Linked DNA regions of Oryctolagus cuniculus: region 2 is linked to region 1. A link is a contact called in public Micro-C data. All regions are on one chromosome and are shown on one strand. The core of a region is the stretch at or near the end of the contact, and the rest is flanking DNA. Distances in the headings are between cores, read along the strand shown.

Region 1 (3,689 bases), core at 491-2,990:
GGAGGATGGCCCAGGTGCTTGGGCCCTGCACCCCATGGGAGACCAGGAAAAGCACCTGGCTCCTGGCCCCTGCCATCGGATCAGCGCGGTGCGCCGGCCGCGGCGGCCATTGGAGGGTGAACCAACGGCAAAGGAAGACCTTTCTCTCTGTCTCTCTCTCTCTCACTGTCCACTCTGCCTGTCAAAAATTAAAAAAAAAAAAAAAAAAAAAAAAAAAAAAAAAAGATCACAGATAAAATGGTAAGTAAAGTAAACTTAATTCTCAATTTGTCAATTATTTTATCTTTTTTTTTTCTGGTATTCCTGTTACAAACTACATAATGTACTGTTGACTTGGTTAGATCATCACTCAAGACAGTATCTTGACTTTATTCTCATTCCTCTCAAAACTGCTAGTTATTCACAAAATAGCCTTTAATCAGCTTTTCAGGTCTGATAAATTTTCTCTCAAATGAAATAAGATACAGGTTTTCTACTGTAAATTCTTTTTAAAAAATTGGAATGAAAATGACATAATTCCTGCTTCTTTCCTCCCACCCTAAAAAGAAGACAGAACTTAAGGGGCTTTCCCATACAGAATCCTTCCCTTATTCTGTGAGGAGTACCCAAGCATACCATGGTACACCCCCAAAATACATACATTTCAACACAGAGAAACCAGGAAATCAAGAGGGCAAAACAATTCTTTCACTTTCCTTTTTCTGTTGTTTAGGAAAAGACCACAGCAGGCAGCAGCACTGCGGTGCAGTGGGTTAGGCCACCTATCCGGAGGCTGGTACCCCTTATCTGAGCGCAGGCTCCGCTCAGTTTCCCATCCAGCTCCTTTGCCAATGTGTCTGGGAAAGCAGCCAATGATGGCCCACTGCTAGGGCCCCTGCCATCAATGTGGGGAACCAGGATAGAGTTTCTGGCTTCCATCTGTCAGTCAACCATTTGGGAAGTGAAGATCTCTCCTTGTCTGCCTTTCAGTAAGTAAATAAATATTTAAGAAGAAAGAAAAGGAAAGGGAGGGCGACAAAGGAGGGGGAAGTGGTGATGGTTGATGGAGTAGGGAGGCGGGCGAGGGGACGAGGGAACAAAGCAGCCCAGCCCTTCCCTCGATAACAAAGAGAAGGAAGAGGTCCCTCTGGAGCCTGAGTGGTGAGGCGTCGCCCTCTCCCCTTCCACTAGCAGCTTTGTTCCTGTCTGAATCACGCAGCCCACCAGCCAGCCTCCTTTAGCTAAAGGGGGCTGATGTTCAGAATCTTTCCGCTACGAAAGTCACTGCAAAAGCCCTCCGGGCCCGAAGAATCAGCATCAATGCATCAAAGCCTCCTCTAACCCGATAACCGACACACCAAAGCCTGGGATCCCCACCCCCCACCCCCGCCATAACCACCATTCCTCGCTCTCCCTCGCCAGGGACGAGACTACAGGAAATCTATCCTTTTGGGCAAGTGAGAACTAGCTGGGTTTCCTTCAGGCCCCTCCTCTCTACCATTGCTCCCCCAGCACCCGTCTTCAAAGACAAGCCACGACAGGAGCTTTCAACGCCCAAAGAGCCCAGCCCAAGCCACACACAAGATGGCAGCCACACACCTACCGAAGGGAACAGCGGCGGCGCCACCACACCAGAGAAGCCGGCCTCCAAACTGCGGATAACCCGATTGGCCTAGCGCGAGAGCGCGAGACAAGCAGAGAGCGCTGGCGGCCAATCAGGAGACGGCGCATCAGGCACCGCCCCGGAGTCTGAGGTACGCGCGCGGCGCCTCTGATGCGTGGGTTTAGCGGGGAAGGAAACCAATGGGCTCCCTGCCCTGTGGCTGGGGACCTTGGCGTTCGACTCCTCCCATATAGCGAGCGCTTTAAGAGGGCCTGAGCTTTAGCGGTTGCGCGCTGCTACTAACTTCCCGGCTGAGGCGAGGCGACGAGACACAGTTTTGGGGTTAGTAAATGGTGAAGTACTACTTTCCCGCCAGAGGGTACCTGCGGCCTGGGGTTTCGGCGGCGTGGAGACAAAGTAGCCGAACCCGTCGGGGACTCCTAGCCTTGCCATCCCTCCCGGGAGAGCACCGCCCTCACCTCTGACTAGCGGCGAGCAGCCGAGCCCCCGCTGTGTGTGTGTGTGTGTGGCTCTCGGACGGTTCCTGCGGAGCCGTGGGAGGACGTGGGAACGCCGGGGAGCCCTCGACCCCAGCCCATGCAACCCTCCTTTTGCACCCAGGTGCAGTCCCGGGGTGCGGAGGGGTCCGCGAGAGCTCTGAATTCTCAGCCCTAACCCCGCCCCCGTTTCAGTCTCTTATCTTGCAGCGCACACCTTATTAAAAAGTGGTGATTCCTGAGCCGCTGGCTTCTGACTGCAGGCTAAAATCCAGAAGCAGAACTTGAAGGTTTAACCACTGTTTCCACAGGTAAGGTTACACCCAAACCTGAATATGTGAAAATCATTCATCCAAGATCACAGAGTTGAGGTTAGGTCCTCCGAGCGCCAGACTATAATAAGCACCTGCAGCCCAATAAGCAGTTAAGGAAGTGGGTGTGCAGGCATCTTCGGCGTGCGGAAATGAGCAGGGAGCTCTGTGTGTTAGAGTGGGTGAAGCCGAGGAGAGGGGTTCGGTGGAGCGGTGAGAACGTGGGCTCTGGAAATCGGGCTGCCCGGTTTCTTACCGTCCGTCATCTCGCTCTGACGTGCCTTAACTCCATCAGAAACCTCGTTCACCTCACAGGGTTGCTGTGCGGATTCACTAAGGACGCGGGAAGTACTTAGCAGCTGGCCTGACACGTGGTTTATTCTCAATAAACGTTCTCTCCTGTTACCAGAATTACAATAAGAAATGAGAGCATCTGGTAGGGCTGTCTTAGCCATTGCAGCCCATCGTCCTATATATAGGACGTCTCTAAGGACTTAAATTGAGCAATGCCGTTAATGGTTACTTTGATATGTCGTTGAAATATGCGCAGAGTTGACAGCTTGGGACTTACAGGGTTAGGGACCTGTTTTTACAAACAAAAGGGAACCATGTCTTGAAATGAAGCAGGCTGATTTTAATTAATTTTCTGCCAAATTGAAAAAATGAGAAGGGGGGAAAAGTGAACAAGTTTTCAAAGCCCTGTCTCTCTGAAATACTAACGCTGGTTGTCTGTGGCTGATGAGATTGTGAATGATTTCAATTCTCTTTTATATACTTTACTGTATTTCCCAAGTTTTCTTCACTAAGCATGTTTTCATAAATTCAGTGATTTTCAAAATCTCCTTTTGTGTGTACACAAGACAGATGAGAGCTTTTCAAAAATAAGGCTTTTAATGAGTGCTTAGATGAAAATCCAAGTTGATAGAACCTTTCTGAAAGGCAGTTTGGTGATATGTTCTCGATGGCTTTAAAATAGGCAATACTTTTCAAATTAAGCACACTTTTATATCCTACTTTTACCAAGTTAGACCCTTGCAGAGAAAGAGCATGATCCAGCTCCCTGAATGCCCCCTCACCCTGTCCCTCTGCCATGTGCCCCTGAGGACTTCAGGTCAGAGCCTTCTGGTTCTTTGTATCCTTACAAAGTAGAAACAGAAAAGGGTGCGTTCTATAACTTTGCTTCACTTGACAGTGTTTTCCCAGTGTATACGTGTTATTTATAGCTCAGCATCTTACTTACGGGCCATTTATTTTACCTGCTGCATACCATGATTGAACTATTCTGTTTATGTAAAATAT
Region 2 (3,689 bases), core at 339-2,838, 160 kb after region 1:
TATCCTCCTCCGCGCAGGACACGGGAGCTGAGGTGCCAGCGCCCCCGCCCCGGACGCAGCGCCCGCGGGCCCGGGAGGCGGCGAGGGCGCGGAGTAACGGAGCGCGCCCGGCCTGGCCCGGCCCGCGGGGAGGGAAAGGGGCAGACGCGACCTCCGTGGGCTCTCCGCCGCACTCATACGCTACCTGCGAGGCAGCCGCCGCCGCCGCGCCGTCCGGCCGGGCCGCGGGGAGCGCCGCGGGGATCTCCCGAGCTCCGCCAGCCGCACGAGCGGGAGCGAGCGACGGAGGGGGAGGAGCCGGAGGCGGAGCGTGAGGGCGCCGGGCCCGCCGGTCACGTGGCCGAGCGGCTTCACGTGACCCTGGGCGCTTGCCAGGCCCCGGCCCTGAACCCCTGCACCTTGGACCCTGGGACTGCGCGAGGCCCTGCAAGCATTCGCAGGGTGTCCCGCGGTGGCTGCTGCCTGGCCTTACTTGGTTTTGTCTCTCCAGCGCGAGGGGCGAGCCTCTGTCCTTCCTCGCCGGGTGGCTTCGCAGTGGGGAGGACCGGCCTCCTGCTCCAGGGAAACCCGGGACGGAAAAGCCAGCGGGGAAAACCCTTCCCCCGCAACTAGATGGCCCTGAGGCGCTGCCTGGGATAAATGGCCGCACAAGGGAGACCTTTGTTTCACCTGGAAACCTGCCTCTGCCTCCCTACCCGGTTCGGATTGGAAGCACCAAAGCCAGGGGCAGGGAAGATAGAGGTACCTGGGAAGCAGGCTGCCAAGGTCAGAAGGGACCCAAGAGGCCATCTGAGGCAAGCTATTTCTTATTACGAATACAAGTGCGTAAACTGAGGCCAGGAGAGGGGCTGCTGCCTGAAGCTCGCACGGAGAGCGCAGTCATCTTTGTAAAACACCATCCAGATCGCAGCACTCCCAGGTGGCACTGCAGGCTGAAGTCCACACTCCTAGCAAAGCACTGCATGCAACCGTGTTCAGATTTACCTTTCCCAGATAAACTCCCGTGAACAACCAGGAAAAACTCTTCGTTCTCCAAGCGTCACCGAACAGCTTCCTGATTAAAAGAAACCAGCTTTTCTTCACCTGCCCCTTGCGCAGTTTCTCTAGGCGCTGGTTTTCGTGATAACTTTCTTTGGAGTCTTCCTTTTCCCCTAAATCACTTTATTCTTCTTCGTGTTTTTTCAGTCTTTTGCCTCCATCTGAAACATCCGGAATCAATAAATTCCTTAAAACCTGAGCCAAGACAGGAAAGAGGTGAAAGCAGATTTCATTGAGACAGGATTACAGTTTGGAAATGGAGCCCAGTTGTGTGGATTGTATTTTCTGCTCTCTCCTTCTATCGCAATAGTTTCTGAATAAAATCTGTATTTACCCCTTCACTGTGGAGCTCCGTTATTCTTTAGCAACACCTGTTCTAGATTTTTTTTTTTTTTGTCACTTAACACATAGCTAAGAAAAGCTACCCATGAAGGAAGGTGTTTTTGTTTTTGTTTTTGTTTTCAACTCACGGTTTAAAAAGTTTGCTCTCCAAGATGAGGCAGGCTTGAGCTGTCTGGTGAGGATGCAGTGGCAGGAGCTTGCAGCACATGGCCAGAAGCAGGTTTTTATAATCATCTCAGGGCACTCCACCCAGAGACCTAAGGACCTCCCACTAGGCCCTCCTCCTGAACACCACAGTTGGATTGTTCCCACCCTCTGAGTCCCATAAACTTGTGACTTTGGGGCTCAAACATGTGCATGAGTTAGCAACCAAATCTTGTTCACCTCACAGCAACCCCCAAAGTACACATCAGGCTCCTACTCATCTTTCAAAATCCAGGTCAAACACCACCTACTCATCCTTGTAGTCTCTTCCTGCATCTGCCACCCAAATTCAGCAGCTTCGAGTCGTTAGGTAAATTCAGTGTCAGCTGCAACTTCTTCCTGGATCTCTTGAACACAGCACATATTCCGATAGGTAAATTTCACATTTCCCGAATGTGCTGTACGTTTCCTTGAGAACTGATTGTCCATTGCCATCTTCTCTCCTGGATGATGAACTCTTTTTATAAGGGCTCTCTCAGCTTGGTACTGTCCCTAGCATGTTGTAGATCCTCAATATCCTTTGAATCAAGTGGCTCAGCCAAAGTAGCAGTTTGGTGAGTTCACTGAAAGAGGACTATTTTGCTCAAAGAATTGGAATCAGGTTTTTTTTTCCTATAACCTGACAAAAGAATCTCTGTAAAATGTGGAAGGGCATGAGGCTTGAGTGATCATATATTTCCTGAGCATTCAATGTTCATTATGTGTCAGATATCATATGTGAAGCATCTTGGGGAATAAAAAGGTAAATGGGACACATTTTTGCTCATTCCAGAAGTTGCTAACCTTAAGGAATGTATAGTCTGGTTCATTATTCCAGGACAGGGTAAAGAAGTCTCATGATACAAGATGTAAGGAAACACAGAGGAAGCCCATAAACTAGGAGTTGGGAAAAAGCTTCCTGGACAGCTGAAGTTGGAGGATAAGTAGTAGAGGGAGAGAGAGGCACAGACTTGCAGAAGAGAACCCTGTGCTCAAAGGAAGTAAGTCATGAAACTTATTTTTCAGGGAATAGTAATTCAACCTGAATTGCTGGATGTGGTGACTTTATTTACCTCTGGGACAAAGGCAGCCTAAAAAATTTCGATACACTTGACAAAGTGATATATTTAATGGTATTTGTGTTTATTGGGTTGAGTAACTTTCTATCGGACAAATTGTGGGCTCTTCCTCTGAAATTTACCTGGACAAGTGCCAGGTGAGTTTTTAACCTTTCTTCTCTAGCCCCCAAAGCACTCTATGATTATCATCTTTAAAAAAATCAAAATTACTTGTTCCAAAGCAGCTTATTTTGGAGCATTTGAACTTTTTATACAGGGTAAAGGATTCCAATTTATAAATAGTAGATTAAAGGCTGGCGCCATGGCTCATTAGGCTAATCCTCCGCCTTGCAGCGCCGGCACACCGGGTTCTAGTCCCAGTCGAGGCACCGGATTCTGTCCTGGTTGCCCCTCTTCCAGGTCAGCTCTCTGCTGTGGCCAGGGAGTGCAATGGAGGATGGCCCAAGTCCTTGGGCCCTGCACCCACATGGGAGACCAGGATAAGTACCTGGCTCCTGGCTTCAGATCAGTGCAATGCGCCGGCCACAGCGCGCCAGGCCACAGCGGCCATTGGAGGGTGAACCAACGGCAAAAGGAAGACCTTTCTCTCTCTCTCCCTCTCCCTCTCTCTCTCTCACTGTCCACTCTGCCTGTCAAAAAAAAAATAGTAGATTAAAGAAGAACCTGGACACTCTGCTTCCACCCTGGGGGTCAGGGGACTACACCTAATGCCAACATATGGTCACACTGGTCAACAGCCTGTGTCAAGAATCCCACAGAGCCATGTAAAGTTTAAGATAAAGTAGAATGGGGCTGGCACTGGTGTAGTAGGCTAAGCATCTGCCTAAGGCACTTGCATCCCATATGGGTGCCAGTTCAAGTCCTGGCTGCTCCTCTTCTGGTCCAGCTCTCTGATTATGGCCTAGGAAAGCAGGAGAAGATGGCCAAGTGCTCAGGCCCCTGCACCCACGTGACAGACCCAGAAGAAGCTCCTGGCTTCAGACTGGCCCAGCTCTGGCCATTGTGGCCATTTGGGAGTGAACCAATGGATGAAAGACCTTTCTCTCT

What was found. Hi-C and Micro-C count contacts between places; a contact is called where the count stands out from the background.
Region 2: a contact with region 1 is called in a Micro-C map of ear pinna, with 5 times the contacts expected there. The contact joins the promoter of RCBTB1 here to the promoter of SETDB2 in region 1. A contact is called at or near these places in 2 of 6 Hi-C or Micro-C datasets (ear pinna and an unstated tissue).

What each region holds. Positions count from the first base shown.
Region 1 is chr9:68,750,257-68,753,945 of mOryCun1.1, forward strand. It overlaps SETDB2 (SET domain bifurcated histone lysine methyltransferase 2), which reads left to right and starts at 1,741. Exons shown (of 15, transcript NM_001389491.1): 1 at 1,741-1,924; 2 at 2,275-2,390. CAB39L (calcium binding protein 39 like) reads right to left here and starts at 1,720. Exons shown (of 12, transcript XM_070048887.1): 1 at 1,583-1,720.
Region 2 is chr9:68,905,669-68,909,357 of mOryCun1.1, forward strand. It overlaps RCBTB1 (RCC1 and BTB domain containing protein 1), which reads right to left and starts at 1,589. Exons shown (of 14, transcript XM_008273852.4): 1 at 1,509-1,589; 2 at 985-1,233.